Linked DNA regions of Mus musculus: all the other regions are linked to region 5. The links are chromatin contacts, called in public Hi-C, HiChIP or PLAC-seq and promoter capture Hi-C maps. All regions are on one chromosome and are shown on one strand. The core of a region is the stretch at or near the end of the contact, and the rest is flanking DNA. Distances in the headings are between cores, read along the strand shown. Region 1 overlaps Dhx35 (DEAH (Asp-Glu-Ala-His) box polypeptide 35). Region 2 holds the start of Dhx35 (DEAH (Asp-Glu-Ala-His) box polypeptide 35). Region 3 holds the start of Srsf6 (serine and arginine-rich splicing factor 6). Region 4 holds the start of Ift52 (intraflagellar transport 52). Region 5 holds the start of Zhx3 (zinc fingers and homeoboxes 3).

Region 1 (4,545 bases), core at 922-3,421, 2.0 Mb before region 5:
AGGAAACAGACATTATTGAACTTCCCATGTGCTCAGTGTGAGCTTCTAATCTCTTTGTGTTTGGATCCTCCTTGACAACCCTGGGGGAAGCGGTGGTCATACTATGTGCATGAGAAAGCAGTGCTCAGGAGCTTGGGGAAGCTGTGCATGGTTATAGAACTGGAACATTTCCGGCCAGTGTGCTGGTCTTACGCTCCTGCCTGGTAGCAGGATGTTTGAAATAGTAGTATGTCTTTAGGATTTTTAAACTTACTTAAAATGGAAAGAACCAACTAATTCTCTTTCTCTTTTCGGCAGGTGATCGTGGCCACCAATGTGGCAGAGACTTCCATCACAATCAGTGGCATTGTGTATGTGATTGACTGTGGCTTTATGAAGCTGCGAGCCTACAACCCCAGGACAGCTATTGAATGCTTGGTGGTGGTACCAGTGTCTCAGGCGTCAGCCAATCAGCGGGCAGGACGTGGTGGGCGCAACCGCTCGGGAAAGTGTTATCGCCTTTACACAGGTATGTATGGTGTTTCTTAACAACTTTGGATTTTCTTAGAGTAGCCTGGGCTTTGGATCCCAGGGCAGACATTTGTCCCTCCTGGCAGAACTCACTGTCAAATCCAGCTCTCCCAGGGACCCCACCACTTCCTTCCTTCCTTTGCTAGGATTCCCCAGCTGGCTCAGTGAACCACCTCCTGCCTACCACCTCCATTCTAACCTAATGTTGGGCCTTGTGTCAGACCCCTGAGCATAGACTTGTGCATCAAGTGTTGTCTTTCTGCTTAATGGGCTGTGTTCTTACAGCTCCTGAACCCAGAGGCACGGCCCATCAGATCCCCGCTTGCCTTTGCAGAGTTCTCCTGAGAATCATTCATGGATGGCAAATAGTTGGCTCAGTTCTGTATCACAAGCCGTGCTAACTTCTGAGGGCACAGAGTGAAATTCTGGTAGACAGTCCTGGCCTTTAATGAGCTTTCCTCTCAGCCTGCTGGCACTGCTAGGCACAGGTACCATGATGTTCCAGAGCTGCTGTCTGTCTGTCTGTCTGTCTCTTTCACTGGGAGTGGTTCTGAGACATCCACCACCCCCACTGCCCATGCCCACAGAGCTTACCTTCCTGCCTTCTTAGTGTGCAGATGGAGTTCCAAGTCATTAATGCCCTCCTGTGTCCAGCACCCACTTACGCTGTCTTTCCATTCCTCTTTTACGCGGTTTCCTAGGGATTAGTGGGGCTGGATGTAAGTGTGTGGGTAGACTTGGGACATGAAGGGGAACCTTTATTTCTTTGAGGAATTGCAGAGTTGTAGGTATAGTAATTGTGTGGCTAAGGAATTATTTATTTTTGAGGCAGGATTTCTCTGTGGAGCCTAGGCTGGCCTCAGCCTCCGAGATCTCCCTACCGTTGCCTCTCAAGGTCTGGGACGTAAAGACAGGCACCACCATTCTCAGCAATATTTTTAGTTTTAGGTAATTTTATTTTGTGTGTTGTGCCTGCATGTCTGTCTGTGCAGTACATGTGTGCCTGGTGCTGAGGTGGTCAGAGGAGTGTTACTGGAATAGGAATTGCAGGTGAGTCTTAGCTGGCACATGGGGGCTGCGAGCTGAACCTGGCACCTCTGCATTTGCTTTTAACCGCTGAGCCATCTTCCAGCTCTAACTCAAATGATTTTTTTAAAGTGGAAATGGACACCGGCATTTGGTGTCAAAGAAGCCATGTGATAAGATACGGACTGAAGCTGGGCAAGTGGATCTGGGTGGAAGGTCACTGAGCCTTTAGTCGTAGCTGCTTTAGCAAGGGCGTGGTTGGGAAAGACCAGGGACAGTAAGCAACGGTTAGTGCCCACCCTTCAGATTGCCAGCAGATCTTCAGAGCCTGCAGCTCTTCTTTACTCAGATAATTTGGTGTTCCAGAACTTTCCAAGGCTTCTCCTTAGCTCCTCTGCTCTCACTCCTACTCTGCCTGGTTCTCAGCTACTCCGTTCTTAGACACGTGATCTGCTTCCCGCTTTGCCATGCATACCTCTGATGCCTTGGGCTTGTCTGTCTTTGTATCTTCTCAGAGAGGCCGGCCTTTCAGCTAGTGACTTGTTTCTGCCTTGGCCAGTGGTGTGCCTGGGGAGTGTAGTTGTCCTGGTAACAGTACTATAACCACAAAGATCCTCCTGATACTCTTGGCAGCTCCTGTGTAGCTTTTCTCAGTTTCTGCTCATCTCTTTCCTGAGCCTCCCATGGTCCACGGCAGGGGCATATGTCCCTCTTGGGCCTGTTTTTTGGTCTTGATCCAGGTCCCTCCTACCTCTGAAGTCTCCAGGGCCATTGCGTGAGGCCTCTGCCCCTCTTGACCTCTGTGCCCCTGGCTCTGGGGCCTTTGCAGCTTTCCTGTGTCATCACATCTTTTTGTCTCTGAGAATCAACACCTGCTTCTCTCAGCATCTTCTCAGTGGGACCAGCCTCTCAGCTAATGACTTGTTTCTGCCTTGGTCAGTGGTGTGCCTGGGGAATGTGGTTGTCTTGGTAACAGAACAGTAACCACAATGTTCTTAAAGCTAAAGAACTTCTTTCCTTGCTTGCCATCTAGAACCTTCCCGCTAGACCCATGCATTTGGCAATTTATGTTACACAGTCCAGAATATTGGTTGTCTCTTTTCTCAGGAAAACCTTTCTAAAGTTCTTACAGATAGTAGTGTTTCTCCAGGAGACTTGGCTGTAATTCATTTTCCTCTCTAGTTAACTGCAGCCTTCTGGTCTAAATGGAGACTTCGTGATGCTTGTGTGTAAGGAGGGTGTGTATCTGTACAGCGGTCAGTACAGCGTTGACTTACATGGGAGGGTTTGGCGTGTAATCCATAGGCTTTCTGAATACACAGGGAAAGTGATTTCAGAAAAGCCTTCCTTTCTCCCCACCCTTTGATCTGGTTTTCAGAAAGTCCTCCCCTGACTCTCTATCCTTCCCCTCCTCCCCCATCTCTGTGCCTCGGGGTGCTTCTCCGGTTTGAGGTCACCTTTTGTTCCTGTGGGACAAGCAAGTACAGGATCCTGGGTGTGACTGCATTTGGCTCCTTGGTTTAAAAACTAGGTTTGTATGAATTCTGCTCTCTGTGATGAGATCCTTCTTCAGAGTCTAGGGCAGCTCTGGTGATTTATTTTTACATTTTTCTTTGCTTATTTTGCTGTTCTTGCTTCCTTGAAGCGCTCTGCCTTATGCAGAGTGAACAGCAACTGGGCCTGAGAGTAATTACCCAAATGCTTGCTACTTTCGTTTTGCTGACAAAAGCATTTGAAAAGCAAGGTTTGGAAGTAAAGGAGAGTGCTTTTGTAAAGGGGTACTGTTCAACTCTCTATGCTTTTGAAGTAGAACGTCCTTCCTAAACGTAAAAATAACTTTGTATCATAATGTTGTACATGTGGTCCCAGAATCCCAGAGCTCTTGTTCACGGTAGAGAAGGTGGACTCTGCCGATGTACAGGTGCATTTGAGTGTCACGTTTGATCTGTTTCTGATTTCCTATCCTTAGAGGAAGCCTTTGACCAGCTACCTCAGTCCACCGTCCCTGAGATGCAGCGCAGCAATTTGGCCCCCGTCATCCTGCAGCTAAAAGCCCTAGGGATAGACAATGTCCTCAGGTTCCACTTCATGTCTGTAAGTCCTGCTTCTGGTTGAGGGGCTCATGTGGGTATGGTGGAAGGACACTGGTCAGGCATGCCATCTTTCTTCCTCACATAGCTGAAACACCGTATGCCGCTTGGTCCTATCCAGGGTGTGGGGCAAACTGGCATCCAGGCGAGCCAGAATTCTTCCTCTGTAGCTCCTGTCCTTTCTCCTTGAAAAAGACAAGCCACTGGGTAGCTACAGGACAGCTTGACAGTGCTCAGAGAGACAAGGAGGGTGGGGAGTCAGGACATAGCCTGTGACTGGGCCTGGCTGGAGAGTTGCAAAGCTTGGGAAGGACCCTGCGGCTCTCAGTATCTATGATGATTTCCTAAGGCAAGTTATAGGAGTGAATCATTAGTCTTCTTTCTGTAGGCTCTGAGGCATGGCTGCCTGGCTCTCCTAGGCTCCCCTCAGCAGCATGCAAGGCCTGGCCTGCGTGCTCAGATGAAGTGGTGGGTGAGTGGGGAAGGTGTGCTACAGCCATTATTCTTGTAGAGTTTTTTGTTTTTTTAAAGCTTATTGGTCATTTTATAGTTCATATCAAAACTTAAGCTTATTTGTCTGTTAATATTTGTTAGTTATTCCCATGAGTCTGCTGTTAAATAGTAAAGTTTGACTTCACTCTAATGTCATGTTTTTGGCAAATATACATATATGTCATCTGCCCACTTATAGAAAAGCTGACTTCTTTGTAGTCTGACATCAGCTCGGGCTTGTGTAGTGATCCCAAGTGCTTACCCTGGAGCTCCTGTGAGTACGAGAGACAGACCAGGACGGCGTGCCGGCAGGAACCCAGGGGCACTAGTGTGCTGCTCTGCCGTCCCGTTACTTTCTCACAGCAGCGCTCCAGATTTGCAGTGATTCCTTGGGTCCCCTGAGGGTAGGCCCCACAGGGTAAAGTCT
Region 2 (4,558 bases), core at 730-3,229, 2.1 Mb before region 5:
CTACCACTTGCATCCATAATGTCTACAAAGGCATTTTTCTTTCTTTCTTGTTTTAGTTTTTTTGAGACAGGGTTTCTCTGTATAGCCCTGGCTGTCCTGGAACTCACTCTGTAGATCAGGCTGGCCTCGAACTCAGAAATCCACCATCCTCTGCCTCCCAAGTGCTGGGATTAGAGGCGTGCACCACTACCGCCTGGCTACAAAGGCGTTTTTCATGTATAAATGTTATTTTCTATATGAAGGACTTTAATGAAAATATAAAAAAATACACCTACATGTAGGCAAAATCATATACATAAAATTATTTTAAAAAAGGAATTCCCAGCATAAAAAGAGAGGCAGATTAACTTTAGTTCAATTGCACAAGTCTTAGGGTAAAATCGGCTTGCAAGTCCTACTCTACAGGGGGAATGTTTGATAGTGGAAGGAGAGAGGTCTTGGAGCTGCTCCTTCAAGGATCTAAAGCAGGGGTGAAGCATTCTCCACAGAAGGATTAGCATGTGCTGAACTTCATTTAATTATTAAGGAAACAAATCAAATCTAGAAACGAACGTGACATAAACTCAGATTTTGCTCGTGTGGTATATTTGCCCTGGCAGTTGAGCTAATGAGAGCCGATTCCGACCTAGTGCCTGCAGTGTCTTGCACTGTGTTAGGTCCTCTGCCCCTCATCTCCTTTAACACTTCTTTAAAGCTCAGTTTACAACTGAGCTTAAATGTCAGCCAGGTGATGGGCAAGCTAAGGATTCTGAATCAGGGTTACTTGTTTCCAACGCTTTCCGTAATTTGCCATTTCCCTCAAAGAATGAAGCATTTTCTTTTGGAGCTCTAAAAATGTATAGATTTTAAAGCCTCTTAATTTGTGGCTTCCTTGAGCCCAGCACAACTGTTCCATCCAGTAGAGGATGGAAACAGATGCAGAGACCCACAGCCAAATATTAAATGGAGCTTGAGGATGGGGGTGGGAGTGGGGGAGGAGTGTGTGGAAGAGTTGGGGGAAGGACTGAGGGCCCAGAAGAGGACAGGGCCTCCAAAGGAAGACCACCAGAGTCAACTAACCTGGACCCTTGGGGGCTCTCAGGGACTGAACTACCAACCAAAGAGCGAGCATGGGCTGTATCTGATGCAGAGTCCCCCAACAACTGGAGCAGGGGCTATCCCCGAGTCTGTTGCCTGCCTGCAGAGCCCATTCCCCTAACTGGGCTGACTTGTCTTGTCTTAGTGGGAGAGGATGCACCTAGTCCTGCAATGACTTGATGTGCGGGAGGTGGGGGTGGGGGATGGGGAGGTAGAAAAAGAGCATTTGATTTATAAACGGTTGCCTTGGAGGGAACACTGGGTGAATGCACTGGCCTCACTGATCTGATTTCTAGTCTCATCTTCCGGCCCAATGTGCTCCTGCGTTCCCACTTTGCGACATTTCTCTGAAGACCACAAGTTGCCTGTATCATTTCGGCTTTACTTGCTGATAATAAGCATCATTCTGTTTATCCAGCGTTTATTCATTTACAGTTTACCCAGCCCCACCCTCGCCTGGGAAACAAGAAGCTACAGTTCCAGGGAACACAGCAGCATTAACTGAATCATCAGACGCAGGAGGTCGTTACCGCTATTATCTCTCAGTATGAAAATAGGAGACTAAAAGAGACGCAGCTGCGATAGCATGTAAACACGAGCATCTCTCAGTTCACCGGGGAAACCCAGCCTCTGCTCACACTCTTAACGCTGGTGAGTGACAGCCTGGGAACACAGCAGCGCATTCCTAGAAGTTAGTGGCAACCCAGAGTGTCCAAGCAGGGTAGAGCAGCCAATCCGAGAGACAATATGGCCGCGCGGCATCACGTGGGCCAAGGAGAGGCCCTCAAAGGCAAGCCAAAGCGAGCTGCGATCACGTGATCCATAGTGGGGGGGGGGGGTGTTGCCGGAAGGCGTGGCTTCTTTTCGCTCTACCCGCCCCCCGCAGCCCCCGCGGAGGCTGCTGGCGGGCCACGCCCCTTGAGCCCGGAGGGACTCGCGCGGGTCTAGAGGGGCGGAGTCTTCTTCGTGACCTTTCACCCCAGCATGGCTGCGCCCTTGGGACCAGTGAAATTCTGGAAACCGGGTAAGGCAGGGCAGGGAGCCTGGGTAGATGCCCGGACATGACTTTCGGCCTGGGGACCCACCCGTGGGCCTGACCGGGGGAGGGCTGGGCACCACTCCTCCGCGCGCAAGGATGCTGCAGCCCACGGTGGTCCGGAGGAAGTCAAAGGCCTCCCTAAGCTGGGCGGAAACTCTGGGTGACCTTGTTGGAGTTTCTTAGCCTCCTCGGCACCTCTTGAGATGTAGAGTCCTGAAGCGCCCGTGTGTATCTTGCTGAAGTCCTGGGGCAGCATTGGGGCTCGAGAGGCAGTGCAGCTCAGTGGCTTAGAAGCTTGGGTTATGGAGTCAGAGCGCCCAGGTTCAAGGCTGCCTCTCTGCCTTGCATCAGTAGATGGAGAACCTTGAACTCTGCCCCCATCCCTCAGAACATCGCTCCCCTCACCTGGGAAGTGGGCGGAATACGAACACCTGTCCCGTGGGCGTGGAGTAGGGGGAGTACGTAGTCCGACTTAATGGCTCATAAAAGAGAAAATGTATTCCAGTGTTTTAGGGTAGGTCTTGCCCACTCTGAATGTTTACCACAAAGTGAACGCCCTCCTTCCTAGTGGCTGTCACTTTTCCTGTTTTGTAGGCTAACAAGTCACCATCTTTTGTTTTTGCATTTTCTCAGGTCGGGTTCTTGTTGAAATACCAGACCATGATCTGTGTAGGATGCGCCTTTTGTTCACGCTTTTCTTATAAACTAAACCAAACCAAGCTAAACCAAAACACTGTTTCTTAACTGGTACCAGCCTCTGCCCTTACTTTTTTACACATTTTCTTTTTTTCTCCTCTACCTGCACTCCAGAAGATCTGGGTGTATACATTATATTGTGATGATGATAGTTTGAGACAGAAAAGGCAACAAGGGACAGCTTTTAAAGAGTGTTTTAGATGCTCCCTGGAAATCTGACCATGTGCCTAAGTGTTAGAGAAATAAACTCATGAAGGTGACACATAATTATTTTTTTTTTTTTAAATCTGAACTGGATATGGTAGTCCATGGCTGTAATCCCAACACTTGGGAGGCAGAGGCAGGAGGATCTCTTGAATTTGAGGCCAGTCTGGTGTATATTCCAGGACAGCCAGGGTCACAAAGACATACCCTGACTCTCTCGTTTGTCACTTTCATGACTCAGCATTTTCAGGCATCAGCTGATTGTCCACCCCAGTAAGTAATGAGTTACCAACTTATTCAAGAGTTAACCAGCAGACCAAAGAGTTAAGTCTAATAGAGGCTTGGATAAATTGCCAAAACTCAGACCCGGGTACCATTTTGGTTAAAGAACCTGGAACTGTTCTGAACTGTTCTACAAGTCTGTCCCATTGTTTAGTCCATTACTGTATCGAGAGTACACTTCTGTCGTCAGTCAGGTCGTGAACACGTACATGCCTGGGCTCAGCTCTCAAGGTGTGCTCTCCAAGTTACGTGTCCATGAGAAGAATGCTAAGCAAGGCAGAGGGGTGCTGTAAGGAAGATGGCCTCAAGTACTGGACTGCAGTGCCTTCCCTGCCTGGGTGACTTGCAGAGCCACACAAGTGCTCCAAGTCTCTGCTTCCTTATCGGTCATTTGTCATAATAGGATTGCTGTGAGGATTAAATGAGACAATGCACAAAACACCCGTGGTGCTAGGTACACAGCTATTATAATTGTATTAAGGTATAGGAGAGGGAGGGAAAGTGCAGTGTGAAGAATTGGCTGCGTCGTAGAGATGGTAATGGTTTTGGAGCGAACACTGAGCGCTGAAACAAGTTTGTTATGGCTTGTTTATGGTGAGGTAGAGAATGGCTCTCCAGGCCATTGAAAGGATTTGTGTATTAAGGATGTCCCCAAACCCCCAGTATGGAGTACTGTGATGGTATATGTGGGTATATTTGGGGTGTGGCAGGAGATGGTGCTGGAAAGGTAGGAAGGGACTTCATCTTGAAATGTCTTTCAAGAGTTAAAGAATCTGAGCTTCTGGGCCAGTGAGATGGCTCAGAGGCAAGGGTGCTCTCTGTGAGAGCCTTAGGGCACCAGCTTGATCCTCATAAGTCATGTAATGGTGGATAGAGCGACTCCACAAAATTGTCCTTTGATCTCCATACATGTGCTTGCTCGCTCTCTCTCTCTCTCTCTCTCTCTCTCTCTCTCACACACACACACACACACTCACTACAGGTAAATTTAAAAAAAAAGGTTTCCCTGCTTTAACCCCAGCAGTGATATGGTTAAGAAGGCTACTCTAAGAGAGGTTGCTACTAAAATCCAGGATGGATGTTGAACCTCAGGTCTAGCCTGGGAGCTGACAGGAGGGGCCCGTTAGATACCTTAGAGGTAAAGAGAAGAGAAAGTAAAGACAGTGATAATCTTGTGTTCTGGACAGGGTGACTGCCTAGTTCAGTGGGGCCTTGATGGGGTGATGGCCTAGGTAAGTGGGTTTCAAATTTTGCTGTATT
Region 3 (4,636 bases), core at 599-3,098, 2.1 Mb after region 5:
GTCATTCCACAGGAACGGTCAAGCTCCAGAAGCAAGCAGTTTCCCAACAGACCCTTCCCTTCCTTGTTTTTAAGACAATGCCTCAAACTTAGCCAAGGCTAATCTAGAACCCATAGCAGTCCTCCTTCCTCAGCTCCCGGATGCTGAGAACAGGCATCAGATACTGCACCTGACTATCTGGCTTTTCCCTCCCCCAGCCCACTAAAAAAATAAATAGACTCTCATGCTGCGCACTTGTCATTTCAGTTTGTTGCTTTTGCAAAGTACCAAGTTAGGTCGGCAACAGGACTCCCCAGTGCTGCTGATCCAACTAGGAACTTTGGAAGATAAATGATCTCATGGGTTGTCTTGTGTGTGTGTAGAACATGAAAGTAGAAAGGGAACTATGTGAAGGAAACAAGGATAAGGGAAGAGGGGAACAAAATATGGTAATAGGGTAGGAGAATGACAAATACTGGCTTTTTCGTCTCGTGTGGAATCCAGATGTGTGTTTGCTTTTACAAATAATTTTAAAATGTGTTATCATCACACTTAGTTATTTATTGAAGGCATGACACGCATCAGGAGGTCAGAGGACAACTTGCAAGAATTGTTTTTGTTGTTGTTGTTGTTCCTTCTACCGTGTGGGTCTCTAGGATCAAAGTCGGGTCCTCCAGCTTGGCAGCAAGCACCTTTACCGGCTTCAGTCTTCTCACCACTCACAAATAAATTTTAACAAGTTTTTAGAAATTGACAATTTGATAAAACTGTTATGTGTTGACTTCATTCTGTGTTCCATGAATATTTTTAAAAGCTGTCTACATATATATATTTATATTTCTAACTTAAGGACGTTCTCTTCCCTCGAGAATACTATTAACACATCTCCCTGTGTGCTATCAACATTGCCGGTCTGCCCCAGAGGACAGAATCTTCTCTCATTATAGCTGAAAAGCCTGAGGCTGCCCAGATTCTGGGCAGAAAACAAATTCCTAAAGAGCAGGTACTAACTCAATGGCAGTCTTTTCTCTCAGCTTTTATCACACCGTGCTCTGCTTTCGGTTTCCTTACCTCTCTAGCCAAACCTTCGCCGTGCTTTGAATACTCCCAAGGCATGCTCCTTGATAGTCAATTAACTTTACTCCAGGGCAGTGGGGCTGTTTTGTTTAACTCTACAGCATTAGATGTCACCTCCATAAACTCCTAAGTGTGTATTTCTGCTTTATAAATAGTTTGCCTTCGGATCCAACCAGGTTAAGGACAGTATGGATAGGAAAGGGGATAGGGGGTCTTGGAGGACCATGGGGCCCAGCCATGCTCCCTTTGTGAACGGCCGCGGCGAGCGCGGGATTCAGAGCTGTCAGAGCTCCGAGCAGAGGGAGGGATGCCACCCAGACCAGCCACAGCACCTCCCCCGCTGGTCACTAAACCTCGGGGACAGATCCCGAGCCGCTGAGAAACTAAGGAACTGTCCGACTCCCAAGAGCGTGTACTCAACGAAACCAGTGCGAGCTACCCGCTGAAGGGAAAGAGCAACCTCTTTTTTTTTAGTAGACCAATCAGAGACCAAGATGGCCTAGACTGACAGCCCGGACAACCAATGAGAAATAAAACTCGTTCTCCGCGTGCCTGGGCACAAGAACAGTTTATTAGGCACGACTCAAAAGGTCCGGGCCTCGGCTGTTTACGCTGATGGCTGCACAGCGCCAGGGGACATGACAGTAGCGAAATCAACTCCCAGCAAGCACGGCACGCGCCGCGGGCCGCCCCAACACATCCGGAGCGGCCCGCGGCGCGGGAGAGGACGTGCTGCGCGACGACGTCACGCGCTGCGCCGCGCCGCGCCCCGCCCCCGGGCACTTATAGCGTAGGCCGGCGCGCGCGCGCGCACCATTGTGTGGCTGACTCGGCCGCCGCTGCGGTGTGAGGCGCGTGTTCGGGCCTTCGCCGTCCCCGCACCCGCACCGCAGCCCTGCCCCGCGGCCCGCCGCCCCTCCGCCAGCCTCCCGGAGGACACCCGTGGGTCACGGCCATGCCGCGCGTCTACATAGGACGCCTGAGCTACAACGTCCGCGAGAAGGACATCCAGCGCTTTTTCAGCGGCTACGGCCGCCTCCTCGAGATCGACCTCAAAAATGGGTGAGTCGGGTCTGGGAGGCCGCGCCCCGCGGCGGAGAGAGGTCCCCCAAGGACCCGAGGCGGCCAAGGCCGCGGCGCCGCGTGGCAGGGCCTCTAAAATGGCGGCGGCGGCGGCGCCCCGAGCGCGCGCGCGCGGGGGAGGGCGCGGGAGCGCGCGGCGCCGGCTAACGACACGCCCGCCCGCCGGTGCGCGGCTCGCGCTCCGCCCCTCCGCAGGTACGGTTTCGTGGAGTTCGAGGACTCCCGGGATGCCGACGATGCCGTGTACGAGCTCAACAGCAAGGAGCTGTGCGGCGAGCGCGTGATCGTAGAGCACGCCCGGGGCCCGCGCCGCGACCGCGATGGCTACAGCTACGGAAGCCGCAGTGAGTCCTTACCCCCGCGCGCTCCGCGTCCTGGGTACCTGGGGGGGGCGGGGGTTGGGGGCGCAGGGCGGGTGCAGTCACTTGGGTGGGCAGGGTGGGACCTCCCCAGCCCGGGCAGGCGCGGAGGCCGGGGCTTGTCGGCCCTGGGTGTTCCCGGGGCCCCTCTACCTCCACGCATGCCCGGGTAGCCGTGGGACACCGGAGCGCGGGGAATGGGGTCGGGTGGCCGGTTGACTTAAGTTTGGAAGGAGTGGCTTCAGTTGGCCCTCTTTGGCACTGACTTGGGTTCTGCCATTGAAAGCGAGGGCTGGCTGTATTTGTAGTATGCCCCCTTGCTTATCTGTCAGTGCTTGTTAGCATTGAGGAAGTTTCTAGGAAGGCTGGGGTGGAGGTGGGGCAGGGGGCGGGGAAAGGGGAGGAGCTTGAAGTCTAAGTCTTAGGAGCTGGGAGGCTTGATTGGGGGGGGGCAAAGAAAATGCCATTTTAAACTAAGTAATGTGGCATAGTACCACAAAGTAAATCTAAATAAGCTTTATGCTGTATTTGAAATAGTTGGGGCATGTTACTGGGAGGGGGTTGGGGGGATTTTGGTTATGTGAAATGTTTAATGTTGAAATTGTTGCATGTTGAATTCCAACTTTTTAACAAGTCCTTGATGTTTCAATTTGAAAGTGACCAATGGGGCTGAGGCTGTGTCCACTGAGGCTAAGATGACTGCCTTTCCTGATTGGCCTTGGCTTTTCCATACATTGTGTGACCCTTGCCCTATGACCCTTTGGCTGACCTTACCGGAAGCCATGACGACAGCAGCCTTTTGCCATTAGACGCAGGGTGATGGTGAGGATTCCAAGGGTTAGACAAAACTGGTTAATCTGAACTAGGTGACTGTTACCTTGCGTGTTTTGTGGCCAAACCACCACCAAAAACCTCACACTGTGATGTAAGTACTTAGTGTAACTAGTAAACATTTTTGTAAAATGTAGAAATGCATGTAATCAGTTAAGTTTTATATTTTACAATGTTCTGTAAAATAAAACTTAGCGAGGTAAATTGAATAAAGGAGCAGTCACTCTCTAACAGATTGTAGGAGAGGTTTAGTTGGATTTAGTCTATTTGACTTGCCCTTAATTTAATTTGTGGCAAATCACAAATGTATCGAGGGTTTAGCAGTATAATAGCAAAGTCCTACTCCAGTAATAAACGTTGCTATGTTTGTACTAACTTTCAAAAACATGCATGCCTGTCATTGCAACGCATCTAATTACTCCCTTCATGTGATAAAGGTGGTGGAGGTGGATACAGCAGTCGGAGAACTTCTGGCAGAGACAAATATGGACCACCTGTTCGTACAGAGTACAGGCTTATTGTAGAAAATCTGTCTAGTCGTTGCAGTTGGCAAGACTTAAAGGTATGTACCTGGGGTTTTAAAGACAGAGCAGTTACTTTCCTTAAGAGTTGGCTACGTGGTCTTGCTTTAGATTTCTGGAGCTTATCAGTCTTAACTGTTTTAGGATTTCATGCGGCAAGCAGGAGAAGTGACTTATGCAGATGCTCACAAAGAACGAACAAATGAGGGTGTGATTGAATTTAGATCCTACTCCGACATGAAGCGTGCTTTGGATAAACTGGATGGTACAGAAATAAATGGCAGAAATATTAGGCTTATTGAAGATAAGCCAAGAACAAGCCATAGGCGCTCCTACTCTGGCAGTAGATCCAGGTAACGAGGGCTGGGGGGAGGCTTGTCATTTCCAGTTGTTGCCTAGTTGTATTTACGGTGTTTCTTGGTTGTAGTAAGCAGATATTCTAGCCACAGATGGGTAGTTAAAACATATTCCTTTTTTTTTTTTAAGATTTATTTATATATTTATTTATTATATGTGAGTGCACTGTAGCTGTCTTCAGACACTCCAGAAGAGGGCATCAGATTTTGTAACAGATGGTTGTGAGCCACCATGTGGTTGCTGGGATTTGAACTCAGGACCTTCAGAAGAGCAGTCGGTGCTCTTAACCTCTGAGCCATCTCACCAGCCCCCTAAAACATATTCTTGAAAAGATTAAAACATCACTGTCTCTTGTGTGTAGATCACGGTCTAGAAGAAGGTCTCGGAGTAGGAGTCGCAGAAGCAGCCGCAGTAGATCTCGAAGTATCT
Region 4 (4,221 bases), core at 1,153-3,652, 2.1 Mb after region 5:
TCTGGACCTGGTTATCAAGTTCATGTGCTTTACCGTAAGGACAGAGCTGATCTTGGAGGCCAGTATTCTGGCTAGCTATTAGGCTGTAGGTGTTCAGAATTCATCATTTCAGAAGGTAATGCTGACTAGCCAGACGTGGGCATGTGATGCATGTTCAAGACACTGCCCATGCGCTGTAGATTATTCTGTTTTACTTTAGTTTCTTTCCCACAAACTCCTGGCACACACTTCAGGGTAGCCTCATTAGCTGGCTGGTTTGGGGACAATGGGAGGACTTTTCTTTGAATCAGTGTATGCTGGTGATTTTTACTGACTTTCCCTCTATATTTGGTCCCACTCCTTTCCTCTCAGTTTTGTCCCCTTTGTCCCTTGCCCTAGGAATGAAGAGGGGAGGCAGGGCTCAGGGCTGGGACACATTAAAAACCAAAGAGAACACCTGCAACACTGTTCTATTGGAGATCAAAGCTCAGTCAAGAATTACTATTAAGCTTTGATACGGAAAGAAACTGGTTCTTATCTTTCCTAGTGTGGGTTAACTGCTAGAGGTGAGACACAAGGAGAGGACAAATCTTCCCTCTTACAGGAGGGTGACTGTCCGAAACCTGAACATGCTGCCAGAAGTCCACAATCAGCTGTTCTAAGATTGTAAAGTCACAGAATGCTTCACCAAGATAGAAAATGAACAAGTATACTATGAAACTGACATATATATATATATATATATATATACATATATATATATATATATATATGAATATCCCATTTCAAAATTTGTATTGATGGGGGCTGAAGAGATGGCTCAGAGGTTAAGAGCACTGGCTGCTCTTCCAGAGATCCTGCGTTCAATTCCCAGTAACCACATGGTAGGTCATAACAATATATAATGAGGTCTGGTACCCTCTTCTGGTGTGCAGTCATACATGTAGGCAGAACACTGTATACATAGTGTTCTAAAATATATCCTTTTGAAATTCGTATTTGGCCAGGCGATGGTGGCGCACACCTCCCAGCACTTGGGAGGCAGAGGTAGGCAGATTTCTGAGTCTGAGGCCAGCGTGGTCTACAAAGTGAGTTCCAGGACAGCCAGGGCTACACAGAGAAACCCTGTCTTGAAAAAAAACAAACAGAGCAAGAGAGAGAGAGAGAGAGAGAGAGAGAGAGAGAGAGAGAGAGAGAGATTGAGATTCATATTTGTATGTGTGTGTGTGCGCGCGCGCATAAACATGCCACAGAATACTTGTAGAGGTCAAGAGGACAATTTACAGAAATCGGTTCTCTACTTCGATTATGTGGGACTCGGGGATTTAACTCAGGATGTCAGGCTCAGCCTTTTTACCTGCTGAGCCATCTCAATTCAATCCATAATCCTCATAATAAACCTTTAGAATCTATCCTCAATTTACACGTAGAAAATGCTCCAATTAAGCAGCATGTTCAAGTTCACCAGATACAAGTCATTTCTCAGACACCGGACTTCGGAGCAGCTGACTCTAAAACCCTCAAGCTCCTTCTGCAACTTGGTACAGTGAGAGAACTGCTCCAGGAGCTGCTCCCGGTCTGGTGTCCTGGCACTTCTAGTACACTTACAGTACCGAATGATCCCGTGACTTGCCCAAGTCCAGATCCTGATCATTTGCATCCTTAATTGCACACTTGATCATTTGCATCCTTAATTGCACACTCTATTCAATTCTGCAGCACTCCACTAGAAAAGTTTCCTGGCTGAGACTTAACTCAATGGTACAGCTCACGATGTGGAAGGCTCTGGATTTGATCTTCAGTGGGAGAGAAGAGATCGTTCTCTTTCACACTCTTTCCCACTTTCTAAAATCGTCATAACCACAGTCGTGAAAAGTGCCTTAAAACTTGTGTATTTTAATATCCTTAACGCATACTGCTCTGTATTAAGACATAGATGAAAATAAAAACTGCTGAGCTTCCTACATGTGCCTGCTCCAAGTTTTGAGGCTGCAGAGGCTTTGACTACAAAGCCACAGACAGCCCTCTCTCAGTGAAGCCTCTGCGGAAGCAAGCGTGTTTCCCGTTTCCATGGCAACCGTTGGCCCAAGCCAGTACCTCTTCCCGAAACGCTTCCCCAGCTCCACAATAGTACTACATCTCCGGCGCGTCACCACTCCCTACCCCAGCTTCTACTTCTAAATTTTGGTAAGACCTGGCATTTTAGGTCTCCTGATCGCTACCCGGCAAGAGCCTGCCCGGAACCTGCGTCCAGGCCAGGCCGGGGCGTGGCTTGCCGCAGCAGTCCCCGCCCATAGGCAGGCCGGAATTCCCGGCCTGGGGACCTACCATCTTATTGGTCTTTAATAGCAGTTGCTAGCAAATGAACAATATAGGTTCCCTATTAAAAAGTGACTCCTTCAGTTTGGATACAGTCTTTACCGGGAAACGGGCCAGCCCAGCGCTAGCCCCGAACCCCTACCCAACAGCCCCCAGCGTCCGCAGCCACCAGACACAGCACGTCTGTCGCGCTGTCGTCATCACGCCACGACGGAAGTCACTCGGGGCCCGGAGCCACGCCTTCTCGGCGCGCGGCCTTGGATACCTGGCGGCCTCTGGCCTCAGGTAAGGAGAGGTCGGGTTGTGCGGGCCGCCAGGTCGTTGGTCTGGCTGGAGACGATGACGGCCTCGCCATGCCGCTCTGGAGACCCCTAGGCCAGCCTTGTGGGAATCCCGAGGTCGGCAGAGGTAAACTGAGGACGCGGAAGTGGGCTGGGAACTGGTCCTGGCGATGATGTAGAATTTCTAGCTCCTCGGACTGCGCGGATTTGTCGTAGTCCTGTAGAATATGAAAAAACCTAGGATGGGGAGCCATCAAATCAGACTCAGCTATCGTTGCAACCACGCTTGGTGTTTTTCGTCACTTTGGCAAAATTTAGTATACCATGTTAGATTATTGAAGAAAAAATAAGAGAATGGTTGGGCAGTGCTACCCAAATATTGTTTCAATATTCTTATTATTACCGATTTTTAAACCTTATCCTATTCTTAGGGAAACTCATTTCTAATTCTAATAGGACAGGACCCCAGATCTACTGCTCCTTCAGAAGGAGGTGGTGGGGTTAAACTACAGTAAACTGTTACCTCGAAGTGTATTCTTCCGTTAAGAGCAATTCAGTACTCAGAGAAGGGTATTCACTTTTCCCAGAAATCTGCTCCCACCCCAAATACGTCTCAAAAGCAGAAAAATATAAATCTCAGTACTGTGATGTTTGGGTTCTTTGTGGCACCGTGTAGTAATAGGTCAATATCACTAACATGATCGTTGTGACGTTCTAATCAGGAAACTGGAGAAGGCAGAGTACAGCATTGTAGGTACACAAAATGAAAACAAGCATGTTCAAGTACAGCTCTGTTAGCCGGCTGTGATGGCACACACCTTTAACCCCAGCTTGGTCTACAGAGAGAGTGACAGTGCTACACAGGAGGAACACTGTCTCGAAAAACCATAAATAAATAAACAAAGAAAGAAAGAAAACCGGCTGGTGAGATGGCTCAGTGGGTAAGAGCACCTGACTGCTCTTCCGAAGGTCCAGAGTTCAAATCCCAGCAACCACATGGTGGCTCACAACCATCCGTAACAAGATCTGACTCCCTCTTCTGGTGTGTCTGAAGACAGCTACAGTGTATTTACATATAATAAATAAATAAATCTTTAAAAAAAAAAAAGAAAGAAAACAAGCAAAAAAATAGCCGTGTCATGTGAAGTCAACATGACAAAATGTTTTCAATTTCATTGAAGGGGTTAAGGCTGCAGCTTAGTTAATAGACTGCCTGCATGAGACCCTGGGTGTCTGCCTGGTCCTCAGAACAGGGAAAAAAAAAAAAAAGTCATTTGAGAGGCAGCGGCATGGCGGCAATGTGCCTGTAATCCCAGCACCCAGGAAACTAAGGCAAGACATTAAAGAGTTCAAGGCCGTCCTCCACTGCACAGTGCATTAGAGGCGAACCTAGATTATAGGAGATTGTCTCAGAAGAAACAGTATATTGAAGGTCTCTCCTATCAGCTCTTAAAACATGGATTGGAATTGTGCAGTCGCCTAGTAATTTAGGTAAAAAACAATGGTACCCAATATGAGCATCAGAGTAGTTTCAAATGGACCAAAAATAGTTTATATATATATATATATTTCTTTTTTATTTACATTTGTTTGTTGTGTGTATGTGGTACTGAGTGCTCATGGAAGAGAAAGGACGTCATCC
Region 5 (4,305 bases), core at 1,326-3,825:
GGAAAATTGCAGAGTTTACAAATGTGTTACTCCACCTCATGATATAGCTACTTAGAAGTCTACCAGCAATGTCACATGACTAGATGGACAACTAGCATCCATTGTTTACTCAGTGAGCAAATACTAAATACCTATAGTGGAGCAGGAACAGTTCTAAACCCTGAGGGTACTCAGTGAAACAAGGCCTCGAGCTGGTTAGATAGCAAAGGAGACAGACAATAAACCAACAAATAAATACTACCAAGTGGTGCTAAGTACAGCAGAGGGTGATGTGATCTTGTAGAGTTGTTGGGAAATCCTGAAGACCTAAAGTTAAGGAAACCCATCTTAACTTTACAGTATCTAGGCCAGCTGTGTACACAGAAGAAGCATAAATGCAGAGGTGCTGAGGCTGGAGTATGACTGAAGTTCTTAAAAAGCTGAGACTGATTTGGCCAGGTTGGAGACAGGCAGCGCAATAGGCCATAGAGAGGACTGCAGGAGAAGTTACTGGAGGGCTGCAAGCATACAACTCTTGAGACCTGGATTTCTTTTCTTCTTCTTCTTCTTTTTTTTAAAAGTTTTTAAAGGGAAAATAATTGCTCATAAAAGCAAGACATACCCCTCACAATCTATTTATAAATGGAAGGAAAAGTATACGATAAAACTCATATAGGCTGGTAGCACTTTGAGAGAGAGAAAAAAGAAAACACATATACTTGGGAGCAAAAGACTGAAAAAGATAAATGCCAAACTAGTTTACTAGTGTTTGTAAATTATGAGGATTTTTTCCCTTACGCGTTTGTTACTCAAATTTTCTGCCTTAAAAATAAATCAGAGACAGAAAAACAGAGATGCTCACCCATACACAAGTGCTCACACATGCTCATTCTCTCTCTCTCTCTCTCTCTCTCTCACACACACACACACACACACACCACACCACACCACACCCCGTACATCCCAATTTTGGACACAACTAGTCTGAAATCTCACTTCAACTGAGGGAAAAAACCATCATAGGGAACTTTTTCTTTTCCAAAAAAATTACCACACTTCCCACGCAATGTTTGCCTGTCATGAACCACTGCACAAATCAAGCATGGCCCAATGTATCAAGGTCACAAAACCAACTTGGTTAATATGTTTATCATTACACAGCAGCCCTGTCCCTTAAAGCTGCTTTGATACCATCTCTCCAAGGCACACACATACAAAGGCCCTTTTGCTCATTTCCTAAGTCTCTTTGATACATTCTTTGCTGTTTCTGGATTTTTCCACTGTATGTCTCTTAGAAGCAAATTAAGCCCGAAATCAGTTGTTCCAGCTAATGAAGTGTGCTTTTGGATCTTTTCTCCTCGGTTGAGAATTATCCGGCAAGCTACCAATTATTTTAGAACACATTTCTGTTAGTTTTGAAATATTGTGATGCTACGTTACCACAAACAAAAAAATAAATCAAGATAGCAACATACGAGACCATGTGTGTTTGTGTGTGTGTGTGTGTGTATGTATGTGTATATATATATATATATATATATATATATATATATATATATATATATATATGAAAAGTGCCGTACTCTTTTTTTTCATTAAAAAAATGTGTAGATGCCTCATGAATAAACATTTTAGGCTATCTAGATAAATATATGTGTTGGCATGACATCCAGAAAGGCAGAAAAGAGCATGCCTTCCCTTCTCTAACACCCCCACCCCCACCCGCGTCACATAACAGTTTCTCACAGGACACACTACCCTGGCAATCACTGTTCACAAATGCAAGCCACACAACTCAGAATGCCTCAAGCTCTCAGGTACTTTGCACCCTAAGCCCCACACCCCACCCACTCCCCAATCACTTCCAACAGGTTTCTCTGAATGAAAACCCCAAACTGGAGAGGCTTCCCAGGTCCCAAACTCTGCTCACACGCCCATCTGGATATCCCAGAACCCGGGTGTTTCCGCGTGGGCAAGGAGGATTCCACTGTACCCCGGAGTGGTTCGAGTCCCGACGCTCATTTCACCAGACGCACCGGTGCCAGCCGCTCGCCAGCCGCCCGCGGGATGCGGACACACGCACCCACGGCCAGGCCCCCCACCTCCGGCCCGCTTCGGCTCCTTCTGCAACTCTGTCCCGCGCGACCACCCAGACCCTGGACTCCCGGGCGTGGAGCCCACGGCGAGCGAGCGCGGCGCTGACAGATGGGGAAGGCGGGACATCGGGGGGAAGGGGCGGGGCCGCTCGGAGCGGGGGTGCTGGCGGCTGACAGGGCCGGGCGGGAGCCGGGCCTGGCGGGAAGGCGCTCGCAGACACACAGGGGCTGACAGGCGGGGAGACACACAGACGCCCGGGACTGACAGCTCTGGGGACGTTGGGCCTCGGCGGGCGCTCACCTGGCGGCGGCGGCGGCGGCACCCGTGGCCCCCGCTGCTCTCCCCACGCCGCGAGCCTCCCTCCTTCCTTGGTGGGCGGCCGGCCGGCACAGGCCCCGCGGAGGCGGCGGCGGCGGCGGTGGCGACGCCAGATCCACGGACTGCTTCTGGGGCGAAGACGAGCAGCACCAACTGACTCCCGGCCGCTCGGCCGAGCTCGGTGGCACTCGGAGGCGTTCGGCTCCGGTCGGCCCTCCTCGACTCGGCTGGGGGCGTGGCTCGACCCCACCCCCCACCCCCCGCCCGGGTCGCCTCAGGCGCTAGGAGGCGGGGCTTTGGGAACGGGCGCAAGCCCCTTGACGTCGCGGGGAGCGGACCTTACCCAGAGCGCATGCGCAGCTCGGCTGCGGGCCAGCGTTCTCTGTGTTGGGGGCCACGGGGGCAGGGGAGGCGGACAACTGAGCGGATGCTGAGGCCCTAAGCGGTTCCCGGCCTTTGTGCTCCGTATCCTGGTCTTTCTTGAGGGCCACCTAAGGAAGGCCACACGAGGTTAAACTTTCAAAAGGATGTAGTCTGGGCAAGGGTCCCAGACCCATGCGCCCTCTCTCCAGTGCAGTGTTTCCAAATTAGCCACATTTGGGAGTTGCTTTAACGCCACTAAGGGTTCACGGCAGGTTCTAGTATCTTGTTTACTCAGAGAAATAGCGGCCGAAACGAAGGCATGATCTCCGATTCTTTAACACTGTCTTAGGATAGTGGCGCTTTCAAACACCTGCTCCCTTCATGTACATTTTCACAGCTGCTGTTGGCCTGGAATTAAAAATCTTGGTTCCTGTTCCAGGCACCTTTTCACAACAGAACCTAAATCTGTGGCAAATATGTTTAGAAAGTGGTCCCCTACTGCTTCGGATCCAGATTGACAAATAGAGCTCTGAAGACTGAGCGGGTCCCAACCCCAAATTAGCTTATATCGAATATCAACTGGCCACAATTGCTCATCCACAAAAGGCAACAAAATGTTAGGATTATATAGAATGAGTGAGAAGATTAAATGGCAGTCTATATAAAGCTTCTTGCACGTTATCTTGGTGTTTAGCAAATGAGGCTGACTTTATTGCTGTGTATAAGATGGTCTACACCCATAATCTCACTGAAAGAGGCTGAAGCAGGAGGATTGCAAGTTTGGGATCAGCCTAGGCTACAAAGCAAGTTCCAAACCAGTCTGGACTACATAGTAAGAACCTGTCTCAAAGAGCAAAACAAAAAAAGCTGAATTTATCACAGTTAGTAAATGTATGTTTTAAGTGTGAGCAATGTGTCAAACTTAACATGTCCAGCATCAAACACTAGAACTTGTACCTTAACACACTGCATATGGTTATTACACAATCTTCCTCATTACATACAGTTCATGTCAAGCCCAGTTTTGTTTTGTTTTGTTTTGTTTTGTTTTGTTTTTAATGATCAGGCCAAAGGTCTCAGCCACCCTTCACTCCTCTCTTCCAATCATAGCCATCTTAATCCATTAGCCAGCCTGCCAGCCCCACCTTTAGACATCTGCATGCTGGGAATACTGCAATAGCATCTTCCCTACCTGCTCTCCTTCATTCCAGCCTGTAGTCAACACAGCAGTCACTGGGATCTTGTTAAAGCCTAAGCCAAAATAATGTTCCTGGGGGCTGGGGGGGAGGAGAGGAAGGAAGGGAAAACGATTAGAATGTAAAATAAATCATTTTTTTATAAAAAAAAACCCAATGGTTTCTATCTTGGGCACATTATTTTTTTAAAAAACAGCCTTTATTCCAGGGACCCCTAGATCACGTGCAATCTGTACCTTTTTTCTAACTAAGCGCATTTCCTTCTTCCTCTTGCCTCAGCCAGCCACACCAGCCTCCTTCCTGCCCCTGGAACATGAATGACTCTTGCACTTAGGATATGTTCTCCTGAGCA

Evidence for each region. Promoter capture Hi-C pulls out the DNA fragments that hold promoters and counts their contacts. Hi-C and Micro-C count contacts between places; a contact is called where the count stands out from the background. HiChIP or PLAC-seq counts read pairs in DNA pulled down with a chosen protein or histone mark.
Region 1: a contact with region 5 is called in a promoter capture Hi-C map of embryonic stem cells, with 8 times the contacts expected there. The contact joins the enhancer-like site here to the promoter of Zhx3 in region 5. A contact is called at or near these places in 9 of 39 promoter capture datasets (the SN4741 cell line, cranial neural crest, embryonic stem cells and 5 more), 4 of 115 datasets of contacts at active chromatin or transcription factors (astrocytes, forebrain, large pre-B cells and 1 more) and 3 of 9 other capture datasets (adipose tissue, macrophages and pancreatic islet).
Region 2: a promoter capture Hi-C map of pre-B cells shows a contact between it and region 5, with 10 times the contacts expected there. The contact joins the promoter of Dhx35 here to the promoter of Zhx3 in region 5. A contact is called at or near these places in 14 of 39 promoter capture datasets (the 3T3-L1 cell line, the C10 cell line, the SN4741 cell line and 9 more), 1 of 484 Hi-C or Micro-C datasets (LSK cells), 8 of 115 datasets of contacts at active chromatin or transcription factors (embryonic forebrain, embryonic hindbrain, embryonic stem cells and 4 more) and 3 of 9 other capture datasets (adipose tissue, liver and macrophages).
Region 3: a contact with region 5 is called in an H3K4me3 HiChIP or PLAC-seq map of pro-B cells, with 8 times the contacts expected there. The contact joins the promoter of Srsf6 here to the promoter of Zhx3 in region 5. A contact is called at or near these places in 7 of 39 promoter capture datasets (the C10 cell line, cranial neural crest, hippocampal neurons and 3 more), 2 of 484 Hi-C or Micro-C datasets (CD4 T cells and CD8 T cells), 3 of 115 datasets of contacts at active chromatin or transcription factors (astrocytes, large pre-B cells and pro-B cells) and 2 of 9 other capture datasets (embryonic stem cells and liver).
Region 4: a contact with region 5 is called in a Hi-C map of CD8 T cells, with 5 times the contacts expected there. The contact joins the promoter of Ift52 here to the promoter of Zhx3 in region 5. A contact is called at or near these places in 2 of 39 promoter capture datasets (the C10 cell line and pre-B cells), 2 of 484 Hi-C or Micro-C datasets (B cells and CD8 T cells) and 1 of 115 datasets of contacts at active chromatin or transcription factors (astrocytes).

Annotation. Positions count from the first base shown.
Region 1 is chr2:158,831,365-158,835,909 of GRCm38.p6, forward strand. Dhx35 (DEAH (Asp-Glu-Ala-His) box polypeptide 35) reads left to right here. Exons shown (of 22, transcript NM_001372513.1): 12 at 298-508; 13 at 3,506-3,630. Among named protein-coding and RNA genes, the nearest start is that of Dhx35, 39 kb to the left of the region's middle. Within about 2 kb of position 2,172, at least 48 of the 459 cell types and tissues checked have an H3K27ac peak or open chromatin away from gene starts, as enhancers often do. A contact at or near this core is called in astrocytes, embryonic stem cells, forebrain and 1 more, where this site is marked.
Region 2 is chr2:158,792,828-158,797,385 of GRCm38.p6, forward strand. Dhx35 (DEAH (Asp-Glu-Ala-His) box polypeptide 35) reads left to right here and starts at 1,980. Exons shown (of 22, transcript NM_001372513.1): 1 at 1,980-2,101. The coding sequence starts at 2,062.
Region 3 is chr2:162,929,660-162,934,295 of GRCm38.p6, forward strand. Srsf6 (serine and arginine-rich splicing factor 6) reads left to right here and starts at 1,849. Exons shown (of 6, transcript NM_026499.4): 1 at 1,849-2,118; 2 at 2,335-2,483; 3 at 3,767-3,891; 4 at 3,995-4,203; 5 at 4,569-4,636. The coding sequence starts at 2,012.
Region 4 is chr2:163,014,951-163,019,171 of GRCm38.p6, forward strand. Ift52 (intraflagellar transport 52) reads left to right here and starts at 2,403. Exons shown (of 13, transcript NM_172150.5): 1 at 2,403-2,583.
Region 5 is chr2:160,870,415-160,874,719 of GRCm38.p6, forward strand. It overlaps Zhx3 (zinc fingers and homeoboxes 3), which reads right to left and starts at 2,576. Exons shown (of 4, transcript NM_177263.3): 1 at 2,377-2,576. It overlaps Gm35129 (a long non-coding RNA gene), which reads left to right and starts at 2,584. Exons shown (of 3, transcript XR_866921.2): 1 at 2,584-4,305.